2 separate regions of the Hordeum vulgare genome follow, and region 1 is linked to region 2. A link is a contact called in public Hi-C data. All regions are on one chromosome and are shown on one strand. The core of a region is the stretch at or near the end of the contact, and the rest is flanking DNA. Distances in the headings are between cores, read along the strand shown. Region 1 has its middle 200 kb from the start of LOC123403476. Region 2 holds the start of LOC123403476 (galactan beta-1,4-galactosyltransferase GALS1-like).

Region 1 (7,418 bases), core at 32-2,531, 200 kb before region 2:
AGAGAACAAATCTGAAAGCACGAACATTTTTTTAAAGCATGAACATTTTTTGAACCTTGATAACAAATTTTAAAATCTAGAACAACTCTGAAAAATACTGAACAATTTTTTAAAGCACAATTTTTTTGAATATTGAGAACTAACTTTTGAAATGGAGAACAATTTTCAAAACCACAAACAAATTTGGAAATGTGAAGAAAATTTTAAAAGAACGAACTTTTTTGGAATCATGAGAACAAATTTTCAAAATGAAAACATTTATTTTGGTTCGTTTTTTCTTTCCTTTTTTCCTTTTATTTTTGTATTTGAAGCAAAAAATATTTTTCAGATTTTAATAATAATTTTGAAAAATCGTGAACAAATTTGGAAGGGCAAACAATTTTTTACAGCATGAACATTTTTTCAATCTTGAGAACAAAATTTTAAAAAGGAGAACAATTTTGAGAAATCCGAACAAATTTGAAAGCACGAACAAATTTTTAAAGCACAAACAGTTTTTGAAATTTGTGAACAATATTTGAAATCGAGAACAATTTTCAAAAACATGAACAAATTTGGAAGCACAAACAATTTTTCAAAGCAGGAACATTTTTTGAATATTGAGATCAAAATTTCGAAAAAGAAAACAATTTTGAAAATCCCTGAACAAATTTGAAAGCGCGAACAATTTTTTAAAGCACGAACATTTTCTGAAATTTTGAACAAATTTTGAAACCGAGAACATTTTAGAAAAATCATGAACAAATTTGGAAGCGCGAACAAGTTTTTTAAAGCACAAATATTTTTTGAATCTTGAGAACAAAATTTTGGAACGGAGAACAATTTTGAAAATTCCCAAACAAATTTAGAAGCACGGACAAAATTTTAAAGCATCATCATTATTTGAATTTTGATAAAAAAATTGAAACTGAGAATAATTTTGAAAAATCCTGAACAAATTTGGAAGTGCGAACAATTCATAATATAGAACATTTTCTTAAAATATATAACATTTTTTAAAAATCCAAAAGTTTTTTTTAAAAATGTAGAGCATTATTTGAAACTGAAAAAAAACGAATAAGAAAAACAAAAACTAAGGGAACCTTCTAGAAGTTTTCTAAAACCTGAAAAAACTAGCTGGAAACCTCTAGAAGGTTCCAAAAACTAGGTGCTGCAACACCGCTAAACGGGCTAGCTCATTAAAAATCGACCCCGTTCCGCTATGTGCGAAGCCCCGACACCGCTTCGCATAGAGCGGCGAATAGGGTTTTCCAAAAATGTGCACACCATACAAGAGCTCGTGTGGGCTGGCCCATACGGGAAATCTGTGCTACAATGTATGCGTAGGATAGTTACTAGCAAAAAGGCCCATGCGTTGCAACGAGAGAAAAAAACCCATACACTTTTAGTTTATAAAAAATGTTATATAATCTGAGACTTCGTAGTTACGGCACAAACAGTATGGTCTTATCCTACAAAAGTTCAGATCAAGATTCCACAGGTCTTCTATTTTGACACGATTTGCATTTAGATTTAATGCATATAAAGAAACGGGCAAGTGACCTTCAATTTCATCTTCAATCCTGACTTTGTTGACGTGTTCATCCCCAATTCGGATTAGTACCGGTATGAAAGAAAGACGGATAACGAATTATTTATTAAAATTGCATCCTAGATAATTTTTTATTAAATGTAAAATAAAATCATATTTAAATTCTACAAGTTTTTCTAATCAAATTTCATATATAACATGTTAAATTTAGAGTTACGGTTCAAAAGATATAAGTATTTTAAAAAACATTTAATATATACTGCGGATTTAATGTTAGAAACATCAGGGGTTTTCTATAAAATAGCAAGACGGACTAAAATACCTATTTCTTTTATTAGTAGGTATAGATAAAAGAAGAAGAACCATTGAGGCTGTCAGTTCAACGCCTCATATGCGACAAAACCCACACTATTTAAGGTAATCTTTCAAAATTTTGACTCTCATCAAATGAATACACATTTTATTTGGATGTAGACTGTTAGCACAAAGTGTTATTGACCTAAATTTTCAACCAAATGGTAAATGTCATACGTGTGGCACGAAGCACTCCGGCCTTGACTTTTTTACAACTTAAGTTGCCATCTGAAAAGAAAACCCAAATGATAATACCGCATGAGTGGCCGAAAGCACTCCCCGCCCTGATGTTGTTTTACAGAGCTAACGTTGCCATCTGAATAGAAAACTCAAATGATAAGTGCCACATGCATGGCACGAAGCACTCTGGCCTTGACCGTTTTTACAACAACAGTTATGTTGCTAAACTTGCCATAAAATATGTTTAGAGTTGCCATATATTCGTGTCACATGTGTGTCACTTATCAAGTCCAGTGTTTGTTGGGCATCTAGCATGCCTTGTGTGAAGGTTCGGTGTTCGATTTCTTATTGACGCACATTTAAAAAAAATATTTCTTTCGTTTTACTAAAATACCGGTAAACCTTAAATAAATTATGTGCTTCCCTAAACTAAATGTGTGTATGCTCTAAAAGAAAGCCGACATGTTTGTCTAAAAAGTAACGTTGTTTTATTTCCCTCTATTCTGTTAGGTACAATACACAAATATATTTTAAAATATACATGGGCAGTTATTTCAACCAGCTAAAAAATAAATACTTTTTTCAAATATTTGTTTTTTAAATGATAATCATTATTTGAGATACATGAAAATACATATTTCAAACATGTGATTTATTTAATACTTATTTCCAAAAAGTGATTTACTAAATACTTATTTCAACAAGCCAAAATGAAACATAAAGATGTAAATAAAATAGGAAAGGAAATATAAAATGGGAGTAGGAAAAAAGAAAACGTAAGCTGAAAAAGAGGCCAACTTTTGAATACACCATAATATTTTTTTAATTTACAATATAAGCAATTTTTAAATGTATGTTGAACAAGCATTACTCATATAAAAATGCATTGTTCCCATTAATGTAAATTAAAATTGAAATATAGAATGGAGAGACGAAAACAAAAAGGTGGAAATAATAAAACAAAATATATAGAACTAAAAAACTATTTGAAAATTAAAATAAAAATAGGGAATGGAACAAGAAAAGTAAAGAAATACAAAATCAAAAAAATAGAAAAATCGGATCATAAAATTGGCGAAAGAAATTATGGTTAAAATAAATGGACATGGAAAAAATAAAGGTATGTACGCCTACGATCCCACAATTTTAACAACTGAGCGAGCACATGAAATGAAAAACAAAACGTAGCAGCCCTTTGGTCCACACGATTGTGCGAGAAAATAAAAGAAAAATGGGTAGCCTAGGTCGGATCATTTTCTCAAGGCACATTGGTGAGTTCAGTGTGGTGCTCGCATTAAGCCAGATATAACCCCTAAAAGAAGCAAGATATAATATTTCCCAAATGCTCGACAGCTTGCGCGATACACGTGTTGCGAGCGACTGAAGCTTAGACGTCCACCGCCTCGAGAAGCGTGATATATAGATATGTGGGTCCAACTGATATGTTTATTTTGCATCATACATTATTATTGATGTTTATGTTATTCTTGTCCGTCATTCCCTTATTATCATACAATTCTTATAGCATTTCTCTTTGAATATGCAAGATACATCACAAAGAGGGAAATATCTGAAAACTGGAATCTTGGATGAGAAAACCGTGAAAAAGACAGGAAAATCAGCAAACTCCAAATGTTGTGAAACTTTACGGAGATTTTTCTGAAATATTTCAATTATTGGGCCAAAAGCATACCATAGGGGGGCACTTGCTGGTCACAAGCCAACAGGACGCGACCACCCCGCTCGCCACGTCCTGATGGCTTGTGGGCCCCCTCCTAGCCCTCTGACGTCCCCCTTCTCCTATATGGTGTGTTTTGATCTAGAAAAATAAATTATAAATAACCTTTCGGGATGAAGCGTCGCCATATCGAGGCGGAAACCTGGGCAGAGACCCTTTTGCTTTTCAGTCGACAGATTCTGCTGGGGATACTTCCCTTTAGGAGGGGGAAATCGAAGCCAACATTAGCACCAGTTCTTCCTCCTTCGTGGGAGGACCAATCTTCATCAACATATTCAACATCATCATCTCATCTGCAACCCTAGTTCATCTCTTGTATTCAATCTTTGTCTCAAAACCTTATATTGGTACATGTGGGTTACTAGTTGTGTTGATTATATCTTGTAGTTGATGCTTGTTGGATTACTTGGTGGAAGATGTTATGTTCATTTCCTTTATTATTATTATTATTATTACACCTTTGATCTTGAACATGTTGATGAGGTGTGAGTAGTAACTATTGTTTCTGAGGACATGGGAGAAGTCTTGTTATAAGTAATCATATAAAGTTGGTATTTGTTCGATATTGTGATGATATGTATGTTGTTACTTCTCTTAGTGGTGTCATGTGAACGCCGACTACATGACACTTCACCATGTTATCGAGCAAAGGGAAGTCATTGTGGAGTAACAAGTAGATGATGGGTTGCGAGAGTGACATAAGCATAAACCCTAGTTTATGTGTTGCTTCATCAGGGGCTCATTTGGATCAACACATTTAATGCTATGGTTAGATTTATCTTAATTCTTTTTTCGTAGTTGCGGATGCTTGCGAGAGAGGGTAATCATAAGTTGGTTGTTTGTTCAAGTAAGAACAACACCTTAGCACCGGTCCACCCACGACTTAATATAGTTACCCGTGATGACCCACAAGTATAGGGGATCAACCGCAGTTCTTTCAATAATTAAGAGTGTCGAACTCAATGAGGAGCAGAAGGAAATGACAATCGGTTTTCAATATGGTAATTTCTGCAAGCACTGAAATAGCGGTAGCAAATTGTTTGATAGCAAGATAACTGTAACAGGCAACGACTAGCAATAGTAACAATAAGTGCAGCAAGGTAGCCCAATCCTTTTATGGCAAAGGACATGCCGGAACAGTTTCTTATAACTGATAAAGCGTTCTTGAGGGTACACGGGAATTTCATCTAGTCACTTTCATCATGTCGGGTTAGTTTGCGTTCGGTACTTTGATAATTTGATATGTGGGTGGACCGGTGCTTGAGTGATGTTCTTACTTGAACAAGCCTACCACTTATGATTAACCCTCCCACAAGCATACGCAACTATGAGAAAAGTATTAACAAGAAATTCTAACCATAGCATTAAACATAGGGATCCAAATCAGCCCCTTACGAAATAGCGCATAAACTAGGTTTTAAGTTTCTTTCACTCTCACAAACCACCATCTAATAACTACTCCACAATGCATTCCCTTATGCCCAAATATGGTGAAGTGTTATATAGTCGATGTTCACATAACACCACTCACGGAAACACAACATTCATATCATCAAAATATCGAACGAATATCAACTTCACATGACTACTTGCAACATGACTTCTCCCATGGACTCAAGAACAAAACTAACTACTCACAAGTGATAAAGGCGCTCATGATAAGAGAGATATTAAATAGCATATTGGATCTGAACATATGATCTCCCACCAAATAAACCATAAAGCATCAACTACAAGATGTAATCAACACTACTAGTCACCCTCGAGGTACCAATGTGAGGTTCCAATACAAGATTGAGCACGAGAGATCACCTAGGGTTTTGAGAGGAGATAGTGTTGTTGAAGATGTTGATGAAGATTGGCCTCCCCAAGATGAGAGGGTTGTTGGTGATGATGATGGCCTTGATTTCCCCCTCCGGGAGGGAAGTTCCTCCTGCAGAATCGCTCCACCGGAGGCCAAAAGTGCTCCTACCCAGGGGGGCTGGTGCGTCCTAGTGCCTAGTGGCCACCTGGCAGCCCCCCTCTGGTGCTTCTTTCCTCCAATATTTCTTATCTATTCCATAAAAATCCTCGTGAACTTTCAACCATTTAGAGGTGTGCAGAATAATATCTCTCACGCAGCTTTTTCAGGTCCAGAATTCCATGTGCCAGCATTCTCCCTCTTGGTGTAAACCTTGCATATTATGAGAGAAAAGGCATTAGAATTACTCCATAAAGTGGTATAATGCATAAAATCACTATAAATAACAGTAGCAAAACATGATGCAAAATGGATGTATCAACTCTGCCAAGGTTAGACCTCGCTTGTCCTAAAGCGAAAGGCTATAACAAAAATCATGACCACATGCTTTGAGAGAGAGGTGATGATAAAAAAAACCGAACATAGTAGCATCATGCTCATTATTATAACAACAAATAAACTTTATAAAATAATTCATCACATCATTTTCATCATAAAACCTTCTCATAAGCAAGTTACAATCCATCACAACATCGAAGTATGAAGCATAAACTCTATTGAAAACTAACAAACTATGTTTTCAGTCAACTTTGCAACACAATTCATCGCATTTTCAGGAAGGGTCACATATTGGAGCTTTTAAGCAAGTCTACATACTCAACTATCATTTAGTCTTATATGATTGCTAACACTCACCACATACATATGAGCAAAAGGTTTCAATCGGACACATAGAAACATAGGAGCTTAAAGTGTCACCTCCCGACGCATTCACCTCAAGGGTGAAGTCAACAATAATAACGCATGACCACCAACATTCAACTCGATATATATGTCTAGATCTTTCTCCACCACATGAGCTTGCCAAAGAGAAAATAAATAGGAGTAGAGAAGAATACTTTGACTCTTACATAAAAGTAAATACATAAAGGTAAAAGATAGGCCCTTCGCAAAGGGAAGCAGAGATTGTCATGCACTTTTTGGTTGTATGTCAAATCTCTTAGTGCAAAGGAACGTTATGTTATATTGCCCCCTATGATGGCAACCATTATTATGCGGTTTGTCGCTTTTATTACCGCCATCACAAGTTCGTACAACGTTTAACTTCCCTTACACTAAATGATCAAACACATTTAGAAGCAATTTTTATTGCCTTTTGCACCGATGACAACTTACTTGAAGGATCTTATTCAATCCATAGGTAGGTATGATGGACTCTTAAAACATGGATTTGGGTTTAAGGTTTTGGAAGCACAAGTAGTATCTCTACTTAGTGTGGAGTTTTGGCTAGCAAAGATATTGGGAAAGCACCACATGTTAGAGGATCTATAACAATATAACTTCTATGTGAATGTGAACAAACATAAATCATTAAGTTGTCTTCCTTGTCCAACATCAACAGTTTTGGCATATTATAATTAATGGGAGCTCACAATCACAAAAGATGTCAAGGACAGTGTATTTGCATGTAAATCTTCTCTTCCCTTATTAATTCTTTCATGTGTTGCATCACCGACCAATGCTATTTTTGCCAACCTTCAACAAATTTAACAACTCATACTTTTCCTTATGTGATGTCAGTACTTAGTATAATATTAGCATATGATATTTTTAATTATTTTCCTTTATTTTGATTGCAACAAGAAAGTAAAGAA
Region 2 (7,014 bases), core at 2,099-4,598:
ACATGTGATAATCGAGATAAAAATATTGCGTTCTTTCATGCACGGGCTTCAGTGAGGAGGTGCACTAATAGAATTACCAGCCTTTCCCGTGATGATGGATCCAAATTTGATGATATGGACGAGATCAAAGGTATGGTCCACCATTTTTATGGTCATTTATTCAGTTCGGAACCATGTCCATCAGCTGCTTCTGTCCTTGATGCTATTCCTCGCAAGATCACTAATGAGATGAATGAGGCTCTTTGCAAAGAGTATACGGATGATGAAATCAATACCGCTTTGTTTCAAATGGGCCCCACGAAGGCACCTGGATCGGATGGTTTCCCGACTCTTTTTTATCAAACACATTGGGACTTCCTGCAGACGGAAATTTGTAGCGCTATCCGAAGTTTCTTGAATGGAGGAACCATCCCTGCTGGTTTTGTGATTCAGTGATTGTGCTCATTCCGAAGATTAATAACCCACAACATCTCAAGAACTTCCAGCCAATCAGTCTGTGCAATGTCCTTTACAAGATCGCCTCGAAGGTACTCTCAAATCGACTTAAAGTTTTTCTGCCCGAGGTGATTTCAGAGAATCAAAGTGCCTTCATTCCTGGTCGTCTTATCACGGATAATGCTCTTATTGCTTTTGAAAGTTTACATACGATAAGATCTCAAAGAGTGAAGAAGTCTTACTTTGCTCTCAAGATCGATATGATGAAAGCATATGACCGTGTTGAGTGGAATTCTCTTCGTGGCTGCCTCTCTCGTTTGGGTTTTGTTGATTCATGCATACACTCGGTTATGAGGTGTGTTACTTCTTCCTGTTATGCTCTCCGTGTCAACGGAGATCTCACAGAGCCTGTGGTGCCAACCCGGGGTATATGTCAAGGTGATCCAATCAGCCCCTATCTTTTTCTTCTTTGTACTGAAGGGCTGTCATGTCTTCTCAAACATCAGGAGGATCAAGGTGTGCTACATGGTATTAAAAATGGCCGACTTGGCCCTGCTATTTCCCATTTACTGTTTGCAGATGACAACATCTTCTTTGGAAGAAGTGACAGGAGGAGTGTGGAAGCTTTGAAACATACCCTTCATCTCTATTGTGAGGGTTCTGGACAAAAGATTAATCCGGATAAATCATCTATATTCTTTGGTAATGGTTGCCCGGAGGTGATCAAGAATGAGGTTAAACATATACTTGGCGTCTTTAATGAGTCTCTCCAAGATTCATATCTTGGTATGCGAACCGAAGTGGGGCGATCAACTACCATGACGTTCAGATATTTGTATGATCGGATGTGGAAGCGCATCAACGGTATGTCTGATCGACCATTATCTAGGAAAGGAGTGGAGATTTTATTAAAATCTGTGATTCAGGCGATTCCAACATACGTGATGAGATGTTCCTTATACCTGTTGGTACATGTGAGCAAATGAGGAGAGCTATTGCTAATCAATGGTGGGGTTTTGCTGATGGTAAAAGGAAGATGCATTAGCGATCATGGGACTGGCTGACATGTCCAAAAGCTATGGGAGGTCTTGGTTTCAGAGATATGAGCATGTTTAATCAAGCAATGTTAGGCAAACAATGTTGGCAGTTACTCACAGAACCAAATTCCCTTTGTACTCGTGTTCTTAAGGGACGTTATTTTCCCAAATACAGACTTCTGGGATGCTAAATGTCCACGGTCTGCTTCCTATACTTGGCGGAGCATACTTCATGGCATGGATCTTGTCAAAAGAGGAGTCCGATGGGGTGTGGGTAATGGTGCCACAATCAAGATCCTGGAGGATAATTGGACTCCTGGAGTGAGACCTCAGTTTTTGCATTTGCTATCTCCTCTCTCGGACGGCAGAAGGTGAACTCTCTCTTTGATGATGATGGTTTTACTTGGAACATACATCTGGTCTGATCAGTCGTCGAGGAATCAATTGCGGATCAAGTGCTTCAACTTCCCATCAGTCGTTTTGGTGACACTCACTTTGTATCGTGTCGCATACTCGTTCTGGCACATACTCGGTCCGGTCTGCATATTAGTTGGCCAGGATGACAAAGATGATTTCCTCTTGTAGCAATACGGGCCGTGGTATGCCGTCTAATCTCCAAAGTGAAGCCACCTCCTGGAACAAAATTTGGGCGATCAAGGCGCCGGGGAAAATGTTGATAACTATATGGAGGTTCGCTCATGATTGCTTGCCAACGGGAATGCAGCTACACCGGAGACATATTCCTGCATCTAAGGTTTGTGTCCATTGTTCTGCTGATGAGCACATTGAACATGGATTGCTTTTTTGCCCATATGCACGAGCTGTTTGGTCTGATGTCAAAGATTACTTCAACGTGCATCTTTGTCGGAAAGGGTTCACAAATTGTAAAACATGGATCTTTGATTTTATGGCTCGTTGCTATGATCTTGCTGCTACAGTTCTTGCGGTCATGTGCTAGCATATTTGGGATGCTCGTAACAAACTCCAAGAAGAAAATATTAATCAGCATCCTTCTAGTCTTGCTCTGAAAATTAAAGCATATGTTGACATGATAGTGGAGCATTTGTTCAATACCAAAACCAACCATAGGCGTGAACCCTATACAACAGCATCCTGGGTTCCGCCGCCGCCAGGTAAGATGATGATAAACGTTGACGTTGCCCTTTTTACCAATGCGAGGAGCATGGGGGCAGGTGTGATGATGCGAGAGCATTCGGGTTCTTACATTGTTTGTTGTGGTATTGGTGTTCCTGAGGTAATCCTTCCTGAGCTAGCGGAGGCAATTGCAATCGAGAGAGGCTTGCAATTTGTATTGAGTGAAGGTCTACAGGAGGTCTTACTTGCTTCTGATTGTTTGACGGTTGTTCAACGTATTAATTCGCCGAGCCTGGATCGATCTTTTTGTGGTCCTGTGATTCAAGACATCAAGCAACTTAGAACTTCGTTCACTAGTTATTCTATATTTCATGTACGTCGGGAACAAAATGTTGTTGCACATTTGTTGGCTCGATCTTATAATCAGCTAGGGTGACGTGTTTGGCGTGATGTGTCTCCGGAATGCATCCGAGAAACTATTTGTATGGACATTATGTCATGATTTATAAAGCGGGTGTGTTATAAAAAAAATACAGACGTAAGTGTATACATACGCAAGCCCATTGTTGTGAACGCACAGACGAGCTGGTTATCAACCACGTGCGTGCGTGCGTACTGCCTGAGGCGAGACCGTGCAGGCGGCGACGGCTTTTCTACCGGAGACGAATCCAGGGAGGCGCGTCGCGCTGTTGCTTGCGACGGGTCCGCGCCGAAGTGGCGCCCGTTGAGGCACCGCGTTGTCCGGCCGCGGGCCTTGATTTCCTTCCGAAAACTTCTTCACCGCCAGCCGGCCACGACGCCCTACGAACGCGGTTGGTGGGCTGCGTTACGAACCGCGCGGATCGGCGGTTAAACCACTGACTTCATTTCTTCCTTCCCCTGCCCCGATCCAGCCACAGCCAGCCAGCCAGCCAGCCTTGACTGTTGCTTCGCGGCGCCGCCCCCCGCCTCCCCTACTCTCACCCGCAGCGCCCAGAACAATCCCCTCTCCCGTCGACAACCCACCGACCCCGTCGATTCCCGCCACCTTCCTCTCCCCCCCGTCACCCCCCACATTCCCCGCATCTCGGCCCCCTCTTGCCTTTTACTACAGCCCACCGAGCCTCCTGCGCCCGTACCCGAGCCCGTTCCCGGGAAAGATAACGAGGAAGGAGGACGGACGGTGGAGGGAAAGCGCGGCGCGCAACCGGAGCACGGCCCGTCTTCGCGGACCGCCGGCCGCGCGGGCGGATCGGCGAGTTGGTGGTCGTTTGGATTGCAGGGTCGTGCCCGTGCTCGTGGTCGTGCCCGTGCCATGAAGAAGAAAGACGCGGGAGGAGGCGGCGGTGGCGGTGGAGCGTTCGTGGCCGTCCCGTGCGTGGACATGAAGCTCTTCGTCGCCTCGCTCGCCTTCCTCACGCTCTTCGTCGCATTGTGGCAGCTCCAGCCCTACGGCACCCTCCTCGCCGCCGCACGCTCCTCCGCCTCCGCGCCGCCCTGCGCCCTCCCACTCGCCACAACCTCCGCCGCCGGTATTAGGATCAGCAACAACAACACGGAGGTCCACTCCGCCAACTCGACGTCCTCCGACACGGCCACAAAAAGCACACCGGGGACGACGTCGGCTCCGGACACCCCCGCCGTCGGCACTGTTCCGATGCGGCTGGCGAGGCCGGCGACGCGGCCGGAGGATCCGAACAAGCCTGTGCTCACTCGGCCGCACGAAAGCGCGGCGGCGCGGACCGAGGACCCAACCAAGCCGGTGCTCACTCGGCCGCACGAAAGCGCGGCGGCGCACGCGAAGGAGCCGAACAAACCGGTGTTCCTTCGGCCGCATGTAAGCGCGGTGGCGCGGGCGGAGGAGCCGAAAAGGCCGGTGCCCCGGCCGTCCGGCAACGCGGTGGCACGGGTGGAGAAGCCGAAAAGGCTGGTGCCCCGGCCGTCCGGCAACGCGGCCGTGCGCCCGGACGACCCAAACAAGCGGGTGCTCCGTCCGTACGGCAGCGCGGCGGCGCTGTTCGTCCAGATGGGCGCGTACCGGGGCGGGCCGCGGACGTTCGCCGTCGTGGGGCTGGCGTCCAAGCCCACCCACGTGTTCGGCACCCCCTACTTCAAGTGCGAGTGGCAGCCCAACCCGAGCGCCGCCGACCCGGCGCCGCGCACCGTCCGGACCAAGGCCTACAAGATCCTCCCGGACTGGGGGTACGGCCGCGTCTACACCACCGTCGTCGTCAACTGCACCTTCCCCGCCAACCCCAACGCGGCCAACGCCGGCGGCAAGCTGCTCGTCCACGCCTACTACTCCACCGCCTCCCGCCGGTACGAGCGCTTCGTCGCGCTCGAGGAGGCGCCGGGCTCCTACGACGAGTCCATCTTCAGCCCGCCGTTCCAGCACGACTACCTCTACTGCGGCTCCTCGCTCTACGGCAACCTCAGCGCCAGCCGCATGCGCGAGTGGATGGCGTACCACGCGCACTTCTTCGGGCCCAGGTCGCACTTCGTCTTCCACGACGCCGGCGGCGTCAGCCCGGAGGTGAGGGCGGTGCTGGACCCGTGGATCAGGGCGGGGCGGGTGACGGTGCAGGACATCCGGGCGCAGGCCGAGTTCGACAGCTACTACTACAACCAGTTCTTGGTGGTGAACGACTGCCTGCACCGGTACCGGCACGCCGCCAATTGGACCTTCTTCTTCGACGTCGACGAGTACCTCTACCTGCCAGACGGCCAGGCTCTGGACCAGGTGCTCGCCAAGCTCTCGGGCTACACGCAGTTCACCATCGAGCAGAATCCCATGTCCACCAAGCTCTGCGTCAAGAATCCGAGGAATGATTACTCAAGGTTCGTAATTTGATTTCTGTCCCGTATCTGGAGTAATTTCTGCTTGCCTCGTCCATTCCCGATTTAATTTTATGTTTATGATTGCGAGATCTCTGTCACGCCACCTCCCAAATTTAGCTTCAGATGTAGTATCAGGTTCAGGGTGGTAGGAAATACAATTTGTCCTGCCGGTTTGGTAGCATTCCCAGATATATATTTTAGCCGTTGGACCTTGGTTGTGTTGTTTAATCCAACAAACAAACATTCTCAAAGCGGTTACTTGTTTATGCAGTCTGTTGATCAATTGGGCAGTGAGCTGCTTGATTTCACCTTGCTCACTTTTTAATTAAAAATCGGTTAGATTTCCTTTGGTCAAATTGAGTCCTCTAGGGCAACATGGCGGTTGACACCTTCTCCTTTTGTTCTCCAGCTTCCATCACTGAACAAATTTCTTTGCATAGATAAAGCATCATTAGGTTTCACAACCAAAGGTCATTACTTAAGCAAATTTGGTTCTCCAACATCTTTCACCATTGAACCAACAATGTTTGTAAAGCACCAGTTGGTTTCACAAACAAAGGTCATTACTGTAAGAAATTCTGTTCTGCACCTTTCACCATTGAACCAACAATATTTGTAAAGCACCAGTTGGTTTCACAAACAAAGGTCATTACTTTAAAGACACTCTCCATTGAGCCAAAGATCTTAGGAAAGCATCATTAATTAATTATTTATTTATTTGAGATTAGGAAAGCATCATTTGGTTCTACAAACAAACATCAGTGCTTTTATACATTTTGTTCTCCAGCATGATTTGCTTCCACAATTAATGGTCATTGCTTTCTACCCGCCCGAAAACAAAGATGAATTGAGCCTAATCCTCAATATATACCAAGTTCCACAAATAAATTTGAAGATAGTTTTTGTCCTTGTTGTCGATTTTACATTTCAGTCTAATCGGCATTTCATCTTCCATTCTAAATAAGGGTATAGCAACAGTGTAATCTGAACTAACGGGCACATGCCATCGATGATGCAGGGAATGGGGATTTGAGAAGTTTGTCTTCCGCAACTCGATAACCAGGGTCCGGCGCGACCGCAAGTACGCGATCCAGGCGCGGAACGCATACGCGACCGGGGTGCACATGTCGCAGAACGTGTACGGGAGGTCGACGCACAAGACGGAGACCCTGATCAGGTACTACCACTACCACAACTCCATCAACGTGCTGGGTGAGCCGTGCCAGGAGTTCGTGCCGAGGCCTGGTCGCGGCCGCAAGGTCATGTTCGAGGGCGTCCCCTACGTGTACGACGACACCATGAAGCGCCTCGCCGGCGAGATCAGGCGATTCGAGAACGAAACCATCGGATCGTTGTCTCATACATAACGAACAGCGGCTGGGAGGTGACTGCTGGCTGCTGGGTACATATACGCTGATGTTTCTTTAGGATGGATGCCTGGTTCTTGTGGAACTCTCAGTCTTAGCTGATAAGTGCAGGGGAGAGCCTGTTTTATTTAGAGGCAGGGCAGGTCGGCTGGTGTAAAGTTTTGGTTTTTCTTTGGGCTGCCCTTCTTTCTCTTCACCTTTTCATGTAAAGTTGGTTCTCTCAGATCTGCTTTTTTTACTGCGTCTTCTTTCTCTTCACCTTT

What was found. Hi-C and Micro-C count contacts between places; a contact is called where the count stands out from the background.
Region 1: a contact with region 2 is called in a Hi-C map of leaf, with 6 times the contacts expected there. The contact joins the enhancer-like site here to the promoter of LOC123403476 in region 2. A contact is called at or near these places in 3 of 6 Hi-C or Micro-C datasets (leaf and seedling) and 1 of 1 datasets of contacts at active chromatin or transcription factors (embryo).

The regions. Positions count from the first base shown.
Region 1 is chr6H:471,081,899-471,089,316 of MorexV3_pseudomolecules_assembly, reverse strand. No RefSeq gene overlaps it. Among protein-coding and RNA genes, the nearest start is that of LOC123403476, 200 kb to the right of the region's middle. Within about 2 kb of position 1,281, at least 2 of the 3 cell types and tissues checked have open chromatin away from gene starts, as enhancers often do. A contact at or near this core is called in leaf and seedling, where this site is marked.
Region 2 is chr6H:470,883,749-470,890,762 of MorexV3_pseudomolecules_assembly, reverse strand. It overlaps LOC123403476 (galactan beta-1,4-galactosyltransferase GALS1-like), which reads left to right and starts at 3,348. Exons shown (of 2, transcript XM_045097414.1): 1 at 3,348-5,384; 2 at 6,403-7,014. The coding sequence starts at 3,862. The coding sequence ends at 6,751.